2 separate regions of the Macaca mulatta genome follow, and region 1 is linked to region 2. The links are chromatin contacts, called in public Hi-C maps. All regions are on one chromosome and are shown on one strand. Each heading gives the region's core, a stretch centred on a gene start, on an enhancer-like site or on the middle of the called end of the contact. The rest is flanking DNA. Distances are from core to core; before and after follow the strand shown. Region 1 overlaps STXBP5 (syntaxin binding protein 5). Region 2 has its middle 270 kb from the start of ADGB.

Region 1 (5,264 bases), core at 411-2,910, 430 kb after region 2:
AAAGGATGAGTTTATGTCCTTTGCAGGGACATGGATGAAGCTGGAAGCCATCATTCTCAGCAAACTAACACAGGAACAGAAAACCAAACACTGCATGTTCTCACTCATAAGTGGGAGTTAAACAATGAGAACACATGGGCACAGGGAAGGGAACATCACACACTGAGGCCTGTCGGTGGGTGGGAGGCTAGGGGAAGGATAGCATTAAGAAAAATACCTAATGTAGATAATGGTTTGATGGGTGTGGCAAACCACCATGGCGTGTGTGTACCTATGTAACAAACCTGCACATTTTGCACATGTGTCCCAGAACTTAAAGTATAATAAAAAATAAAAAAAGAATAAACGCTTTACAGTGATATAATAAACATAATGAGAGAGACAGTGATAGACACAAAGGACAAAGGATAGAGATTTCAACCTCAGAATTACAGGGTTTTCGGGGGATTTTTTTGGGGAGAAGGCAAGAGAAAACCTAACAGTGGAAGGAGAAGTAATGATCAAAGGCATAACTGAAGAAAATTTCGTGAAACTAAAATATCTTTACATTGAAAGGGGTAACTCCTGGCATAATTGTTAGGTTTAAAAACACATTTGTAAATTATATTCTGATGACATTATCATCTCTGATAGAACTAAAAAAATAATGCACTTACCTGACACTCCCTTTCCTCCTCATCCTTTTAGACATTATTGGCTATAAAGTTAAACATGTGTCTTAAAAGTGTAAGGGTAACCATTAAAAAGATTGAAAATATTAGGAGCATTAGAGGACGAAAAAAAAAAAAAGAAAATAAATCAGCAATGGTCAGAAAAAGACATAAAATGACAGAAATAAAAAGGACAGTTAAACAAGATGAAAGAAAGGTTAACTTAATCAAAATCATTGCAAATGTATGAAATTTGTTTAAAATTTTGAGATTTGCAGATTGGACTTAAAAGATACTCCACAAAATATAGCTGTTAAACTGCTTATAATAGATATACTTAAAGCATAATTATACAAAGCCTGAAAGTAAATGGAAGGAAATAGAAAAAAATGTACAGACTATACAAAAAATGTATAATGTCTATATGGTGAAAATATTAAAATTATTTTGAAAAATAAAATCAAATAGCATTAGGAAAATACCTAATATAGATGAATGAGTTCATAAGAAGGAATAATCAAATTTTAAATGATCACTTCTGTCCAAATTATACATTTATCATTTTTAGTATTTAGTAGTGTTCCAATCAAAATTTTTAAATTGTTGATGGGATTTAATAAACTGATTTTAAAATTCATATGGAAAAAAAAAAGACCCAGAATAGTCAAGCAATTTTGAAAAAGAAGGGATGGTGGGACTTACTTTATTTGATATCGCAAAGTTTTATAGAGCTCTAGAAATTAAAATAATTTACTAATTACAAGTGGAAGGCAAATAGGCCAAAACACAGTATACATTGTTCAGGAACGTGTATATCAAGAGAGGACACATTTAATATATGATAGAAGTGGATTGCAGACAAGGAAAGGATACAGTAAATAAAAGACACTGTGACAATTCTTAGCTAAATGGGGAAAAGTGTCCTCCACCTCATAATTTAAATAAATTCCAGGCCAGTTAAAGACTTAACTGAATCATCTACAGAAAAGCTGAAATTAAAACATAGAAGAAAATGATGTAAGGAGTATGTGTAAGACCTTGGCAAGGAGTGCTTAGCAGTATATGCAAAGCATGAGCTATGTAATGAGGGAGATGTAATTTTTGTATTAAAATATGAAACTTCTGTGCAGTATGCTTACAACAGTTAGAAGATGAACCTCACCTACCAGGTACTGATGGATAAGAACAAGAACAAGATAAAACATAACAGTGGCTCACACCTGCAATCCCAGCACTGTGGGAGGCCAACGCTGGAGGATCACAAGATTCAGAAAAATTTATGCATCTTCCTTTATAAAAATAGCTTTCTTCCCACTCAAAATTTCTCATCATGTTTGTGTTTTTTATGAAAATGAAAATGTGGAAATGTATGTCCAGGTTGTTAATAAAACTTATGGAGAGAGTAAATTTTGGGGGAGGGAGAGAGGCAAACAATAAAATAAGACAAAAATTATTTAAGATATTAAGTTTACATATATGTACAAACAGGGTAATGTGTGTATATATGTATGTGTGTGGAGAGAGAAACTTTAAATAATAAAACATAAGCCATAGATTGTAAGACATTTTGAGTACTCCTATCTAGTAAAGTACAATCGAGGGATAATTTCATATGAAAGTGAAAAAAGAAAGATAATGCGATTTTTTTCGTTGAAAAGAGCAGTTTAACAGTGCACTGATGAATACCAGTTTACTTCAGTTTTTCCTAGCATTTGTTATATAAAAATGCCCTGGCATCTTACATTCCCCAAGATAATTACAAACAGATCTTTAAGAAATCGCTTATACAGCAGGGAACAGTTATTTCATTTGTTATTATTTCTTTAGTTGATACATACGATTTTCCTGTTTGATATTCACTGTTTCACTTCATATTAAGTTGATAGTTATTTTGATAGTTATTAATATTGTTATGCTAAGGCCTCATTTCACAAGAAATGTTAATATTGTGATTTATTTGGATATATTTCTAGAAGTTTTAAATTATTTTATAAAAATTCAGATATAACTAATAAGGAATATAGTAAATCAGTACAAATGTAAAACAACATTCAAAGATCTCTAAAGCTTATATTGTGAAACATTAATATTATACTTCTGGATAACATAGATATCAGTATTTTTATAAAGTAGCTATGACAATGTCTCAGAAAAGATATATGGGACTACAGATAAATCCTAGGAAGAGATTTATAAATTGCTTTCTCTTGACTGCTGTTTTTAAAAATATATTTGAAAAAACATTTTAATAAACTTTTTAAAATGTTTTTTAAAAATATACATTTATTAATGCGTATTTAAATTTTTATTTCATAGCAGGAGAGTATAAGGTACAATTCAGAAAATTACCAGGCTGGGTGCAGTGGCTTACGCCTATAATCCCAGCGCTCTGGGAGGCCAAGGCGGGCGGATCACGAGGTCAGGAGATCAAGACCATCCTAGTTAACACAGTGAAACACCGTCTCTACTAAAAAATACAAAAAATTAGCTGGGTGTAGTGGCGGGCACTTGTAGTCCCAGTTACTCGGGAGGCTGAGGCAGGAGAATGGTGTGAACTGGGAGGCAGAGCTTGCAGTGAGTCGAAATCGCGCCACTGCACTCCAGCCTGGGCAACAGAGTGAGACTCCATCTCAAAAAGAAAAAAAGAAAAAATTACCAAATAATATCTGCTTCTTTCCTATTTCCTGTTTAAGTTTCTGGCCATTGCAAATACTGTGATAAATTGTGGAGAGACATGGAAGTTGTTTTAACTAAGGGAGATGAAATGGAAGATTCCAATGCAGTGGTGAGCATAATATGAATGTAATGAAATTTTCTATGTGAAATGTTAAAGGGTAACTGGAAGAAAGATGCATCATCCTGTTGTGAATTTTAGGTAAAAGGTTACAAAAGAGCCAATATGAACAGATTTTCAGGATTACTAGGAAATTCCCAGATGACAAAGAGCAAAGGAACTTAACCTTATGTTCAAAGTCACAAAGTTATGAAGCAATCTCCCATATTTAAGGAACTGTAGTTAGACATTGCTAGGTGGGTAGTCAAGAGCAGAAAGGCAAGAAAGGTCTACTTCATGAAAGGGTGTTTTGTTTTGTTTTGTTTTGTTTTGTTTTGTTTTTTTTAAAGGACGGAGAGGTGGTGCAGTCATGGCTCACTACAGCTTCAATTTCCCAGGCTCAAGCAATCCTCCTGCCTCAGCCTCCTGAGTAGCTGGGACTACAGGCGCAAATCTCCAAATCAGGCTATACATTTCTTGTAGAGACAAGTTCTCACTGTATTGCCCGGGCTCATCTTGAACTCCTAAGCTCAAATGATCTTCCAGCCTTGGCCTCCCACAGTGCTGGAATTGCAGGTGTGAGCCACTGTGCCCACTTATGATTCTGTACAATTATAAGAAAGATTCTCAACCTTTTTCAACTTTAAATAATCGAATAACATCGTCTTAAGATACATTATGAGCAGGTATTTTTTGGACTATAGACTGTCATATAAATTGCAGATTATTTCCTTGCTGTGTTTCAATGCAGGAACAGAAACCACTGCAGATATTTTACACATAAGAGGATTTAACACAACAACCTAGCTGTTTAAAATAAAATTTACAAGGGTGCAGACTTACTGAATTTTAGAACATATTGCCATAGCTGCAATGCGGGGAATAGGAAACAGGGCTGCTTTTATGATTACCACCTCTCACCACATGAAGCTCATGAGCAGACGTGAAACACTGTGTTTGGTCCCCACTGCTGCTGCTCCTTAAGTGTCTTCTACCATTCAGATCTCCATAAACATCCTTGTCAGCAGAGATAGCAACAGAAAGACGGTCTCTGCCTCATTTCTGCCTACAAATTTCAAGCACATCCAATTAGTAGAAATGTAGTATCATCTAGAACCTTAGCTGTAAGGTGAAGTATGTTTTAGTTTTCCAGCATCTGCGGTACAAAAGGGCATATGGGAGGAAGTGCCCATGGATGCTGAGTACCGGGTGACCAAATCCTGCACACTATATATCTCTACTCTTTTTTCCCAGATGTAGGTACCACAAAATGTCACTAAATATGGTTTCACTAAATATGGTTTAAGAAGCATTATGGTAGAAGGGAGGAAGCTATTAGAGTCTTTCAAGTAGATAATGTGAACTTTCTTTGCTTCAAAAAGATAACTCTTGTGGCAGCTTAGAATGGATTTGATGATCAATGATAATGGTTTAAATTAGGCTCAGGCCATGAGGATGGAGAGGGAGTACACTGGGAATATCTGATTGTTTTATTAATATAGGTTCCCATATTTTTATAGTTCACTTGCTCATTTAATAAAGACTTACTGAATACTCATTAGGGTATTTTGAGTATTCAGCAAAATATTGTGATATTTGATGAGACTATAAATGTGATGCCATTTTCTATTATGTTGGGTTAATCTAATGGTTAATTTCGGCATTACTTAGGAAGCTGTACATATTCTTCTGTCAAAATTGGTAATAATAAAATCTTCCAGTGGTGCTTGGCTGCATAATATTTGACAGGCACCTGCCACGGCTAAATTTTATAGCAAATAGGATGTATGTGTTACTCCCTAGTACTTAACATTTATACATATTTTAAATTCTTTAAGCAA
Region 2 (4,869 bases), core at 1,400-3,899:
TTTTGCCATCCATTTTTGCTGATAAGACGCCTGATGTCAGTCTAATCTTGATTGTTTTGTATATAACATGATTTTTTTCTCTCTCTGGCTGCTTTTAAGATATTACCTTCATCCTTGTTCTGCAGTTTCATTCCAATATGTATAGGTGTGAGAGAGCATTTCTGTGTATCCTGATCAGCAGTCAGTATGTGCTTTTAATCTAAGAAATTAGATCTCTGTTTGCTTCTGGAAATTTCTCAGCTGATACCTCTTCAAATAGTGATTTCTTAGGCATTCTCTCAAGTGTCTAGTGTCTGAATTTCTGAGATACACGTTGGAGCCCCTTTTTCTATTCACCGTGATTGTTAACATCTGCTTCATATATATTTGATTTATCTTTCCATGCCAAGTTCTAAGTAAATTACTCATTACTACCTCACCAAATTGTTCTTCAGTTATGTCTAGTTGAAGTTTATCCTCCCTTGAGGATATTTTCTTGACCATCGTTTCAAAATATTTACAACTTACAATTAGTTCTTTTCTATATGCACCTATTATTATTATTGTCTTTCTATTAATTTCACAATTTCATATTTTAATTTAATTCTTTCTTGTTCTTGTTTATAACTTCTTGATCTTATTGCATATGTTATTTCTGCACTCACAGTGACAAGTTGTGAGCCCCAGAGTTAGTTCCCTAACTTCTCTGCCCTGTATCCCCATTTGTGAGATGAAGGTAATAGTAGCTACTTTATGGTGTTATTGCTTTTATCAAATGATATGATACATGTAAAGTTCTTAAAACAATGTTTATATATTAAACACAATTATTAATAGTATTGTTATTACTTGAGACAGAGTCTCGCTCTGTTGCCCAGACTGGAGTGCAGCGGTGCAATCTCGGCTCACTGCAACCTCTGCCTCCCAGGTTCAAGTGATTCTCCTGTCTCAACCTCCTGAGTAGCTAGGATTACAGGCGTGCACCACCACGCCCAGCTAATTTTTATATTTTTAGTAGAGACAGGGTTTCACAAGATTGGCCAGGGTGATCTTGAACTCCTGACCTCAGGTGATCTGCCTGCCTCGGCCTCCCAAAGTGTTGGGATTACAGGCGTGAACCACTGTGCCTGGCCCACAATTATGTTTTAGTATTATTCAGAGTGTTCTATTACTTGTATCTCATTGACAATAAATGGTTGGGTTTCCATGTTGATTTTGTTGGATGACTTTCTTAGCAATATTTTTCCTTAATAGCAGTAGAACTTTCGTTTGCAGGCTTACCTTGAATGTAAATACTTTCCCCCTCTTTCTGCCTTCACTCTTCCCTGTGTGGCATGACAGTTTTACAGTTTCCTTCTAACTGGCCCCAGGTCTTATCCTGTCAGCATAGTATTCCTATCCAGAAATTGTATCAGAGAGATCAGAGGTCTGTGCTTAGAGGGGGCAAGTGGCTTGTCCTAGGTACTGGTTGTACCACATTCTTCCTCCATACCTTATAGCTTCCACAAGTCATAGCCCTTGACAGTGAGCAGGCTCCTGTCTCTGCCTGATGTCGGGTGAAGGCATCTTTTATAGGAGGAAGAATTCCACCCTAGCCTCCAACTTGGCTCAATGACTTTAGCTTATATTCCCTACTTTCTGCAGGGTATGTTTGGTCTCCATCATGCCACAGAACTCAAATGCTTGCTTCTGTTCCTCTAAGCCAATATGTCCACAGATTCCACTGTAGTTTCTACTATGCATTTCTGTTCCATTTCTTTCAAAGAAAATATAAATTTTGAGTGGGCAACATTCTTTTTATTTTAAAAAACTTCTTATCCATTTATCTATCATTTCTAATTACTTGGTGATCGGGAGGAAATGGTAGTGGGGATGTGTGGGAGTGCAGTAGAATTTAGCTTAATGCAGCTAAAAAGTAAATGCTAAACACCATCTTGACTAAAAAATACTCAGAAACTTGTGACTAAGGACTTTTCTCTATGCGGGGAAAAAAAAATCACACCAAGAAAAGAAATGTTTCATTTCATGAAGCTAAAAATTCTGACATCATTCCAGAACTATGAACCAGAGTTATGCTAACAACGTTAGATGCAAATGTGCATGACTTACACACTTGTTTCTTGTCATGTTAATGATTTTCCCCTTTCAGTTTTTTATAGGCCTTGGTTACCTGAGACAGTTAAGATGATCCTTTACTGAAGATTATTGAGTCTTCCTTTTACAAACAAAAACCTGCTGATAGGCATAAGGTTCTACAATGAATCTTGTAGGTCATTTGAAATGGCTTGTATATTAGAGTTTTTGTTCCTCCTATGTTTTACATGTACTTGAAGTTTTAGATCACAAATTTAAAAAAATGCTGTTCTTTACTGAACGCTAAAACAACTTAAGAAAATAGATAAGAATTAGACAAATGGGGCTCATAAGAGCAGTTTATTAGAGAGAGGACTGAATTGAAAAGCATGGATTGATCTATATCCACAATCAGGTTACATAAAACATCCAACTCCCACTGAGCTTCCCAACTGCAAATCTCAGGCCTTCCCCTTGAAAGGGCAGAGTGTAGCTTAGTAATCATGCTAAGATGAGCAGAGCATGGGGCTTCCTGAAGACAGGATACACATTGAATCTGAATGTACTTCTCTCTGAAAAAACACAGCCCAACCTCAGCTGAGTCACGCACTCCAATGCAAACTCCTCCAAAAATTGCCAGTCAATTCAATCCATCCTCCCCCAGTGAAGAAAGTGTGAGGGGGGGAAGAGGGATGATGACTCAGGTTGGGTTTCCTCAGAAACAGACTCAGACAGAATTTTGGAACAAATGATTGATGAGGGAGATGATTCCAGGAAGCACTGGCAGGAGAGTGGGAAGAAAGGCACAGCAGGGAAGAAAGTCAATGAAGGCATCTACTGGCAAGTTACTACTGTGGACAATTGGGGCTCCATCTTGCTGGGACCCCTGCATTACTGTGTGGAGCATGTCTTAACATTGTCCCACACACTAGCAAAGACAGCTGAAGAACTTTTCTGCCAACCCTTTCCTTTGCTGGAGGAGAGCTGCTCCTGGAAGCTGTAACTCACCAGAACTGCTGGGGTGTCCCATTCAGGTGAGCAGGCTCCTGTGGCCAGAGGAAGCTCCCAGGTGGAGAATCACAGTTGTTTGCAGAAAGAAGCAGGAGTACTGAGCAGAATAGGAAGTACTGTGGGGTATCAGTGGGGCATGGGCAGCTTCCACCAGGCACAGGCAACTAGCTCTCCCTGGTGCTTCTCAAAAGGTGAAGCTCCTATATTATGGGTGAATATAGAACATCAAGATCTTAACTATGACCTCTCCTGTATCTCAATTTCTGTGAGTCAGGAATTTTGGAATAACTTAACTGAGTGGTTGTAGCTTGGGATCTCATGAGGTTGTGGTGAAGACATTGGCAGGGGCTACAGTCATCTCTGAAAGTTTGACTGGGGCTGGACAATCCATTCTCAAGGTGGCTCACTCAGAAGCTATTTCCAGGAGCCTTGGTTCCTTACCATAGGAACCTTCCCAGACGGTTGACTGTCCTCAAGACATGGCATCTGGCTTCTCCTGGAACAAATGATCTAAAATAGAAAAAGAGAGCAACCAAGAAGTCAAAAGGCCTTTTACCAGCTAATTTTAGAAGTCTCATACATAATTTCCTTTATATTCTGTTTGCTAAAAGCAATTTACCAAGATCAGTCTATACTCAAAGTTAAGGGAATTAGACTCTACTTCTTAAAGGGAGGAGTATAAAAGAATTATAGAAATATTTTTAAATTACAGTAGGTGCCAAGCACCCTTGATATTCTAAAGTGAGGTGCTAGACCTCATTTGCAACTTGTATGAGAAATAAGGTAGAAAGGTCTGGAGAACGTATCTGAAGTTAGTTTTTGTGTTGTCTGAATCCTCACAACACAGGGAAAGGGATTAGTGCATTTGCCCCCACCACACTGCTTAAGCCCATGTGAGAGGGGTTTGAAGGAAACTCTTGAGAGAGTCTGGCCTGTATGTTCTGGTATATGGAGAACATATGGACTAAATTGTGAGAGATATCTGAAAAGTCAAAAGGCGAGAGGTCATGTGCACAAGCCCCACATAGCAGAATGAGAGGCATTAAAGAGCAAGGTTCTTCTCACCTCAACAGGGAAAAAGACTGAGATTTTCAGAAGTGTGAACACAGTGAGGAGTTGACTTGACACAATCTGGAAAAAAGACTCACTCATGGGAAATGCCTGGAGCCACAATATGACCCTGTCTTAGTCAGCTTGGGCGGCTATAACAAAATACCACATAGACTGTGTGGCTTGAACCACAGAAATTTATTTCTCCCAGTTCTAGATGCTGAGAAATCAAGATGATAGAGGTGCCAGCAGATCGGACGTCTGGTGAGGACCTGCTTTCTGGTTTTCAGATGGCCATCTTTTCATTGCATCCTCACACAGTGGAGAGCAGAGAGGGACAGCAAGGAGGCAAACTCTCTTGTGTCTACTTCTTTTACCTCTCTATTCATTTGACTTCATTCACATTTTATTTTTTCCAGCTTTACTGAGTTATCATTGGCAAACACTGTATATATTTAAAGTGTACAATGTGATGTTTTGATATACATGTACATTGCCAAGTGTATTAGTCCATTCTCTCATTGCTATAAAGAAATAACTGAGACTGGGTAATTTACATAAAAAAAGAAGTTTAATTGACTCATTATTCTGCAGGCTGTACAGGAAGCATGGCAGCTTTTGCTGCTGGGGAAGCCTCAGGAAACTTCCAGTCATGATGGAAGGCAAAGGGGGAGCAAGGCACCTCACATGGCAGGAGCAGGAGCAAGAGAGAGATGGGGGTGGGAAGTGCTGCACACTTTTAAACAACCAGATCTC

What was found. Hi-C and Micro-C count contacts between places; a contact is called where the count stands out from the background.
Region 1: a Hi-C map of cortical neurons shows a contact between it and region 2, with 4 times the contacts expected there. The contact joins two enhancer-like sites. A contact is called at or near these places in 6 of 14 Hi-C or Micro-C datasets (CD4 T cells, cortical neurons, fetal cortex germinal zone and 3 more).

Annotation. Positions count from the first base shown.
Region 1 is chr4:65,702,296-65,707,559 of T2T-MMU8v2.0, forward strand. All of the region lies in intron 4 of STXBP5 (syntaxin binding protein 5), which reads left to right. Among named protein-coding and RNA genes, the nearest start is that of STXBP5, 56 kb to the left of the region's middle. Within about 2 kb of position 1,661, at least 2 of the 40 cell types and tissues checked have an H3K27ac peak or open chromatin away from gene starts, as enhancers often do. A contact at or near this core is called in cortical neurons, where this site is marked.
Region 2 is chr4:65,273,747-65,278,615 of T2T-MMU8v2.0, forward strand. No RefSeq gene overlaps it. Among named protein-coding and RNA genes, the nearest start is that of ADGB, 270 kb to the left of the region's middle. Within about 2 kb of position 2,650, at least 5 of the 40 cell types and tissues checked have an H3K27ac peak or open chromatin away from gene starts, as enhancers often do. A contact at or near this core is called in cortical neurons, where this site is marked.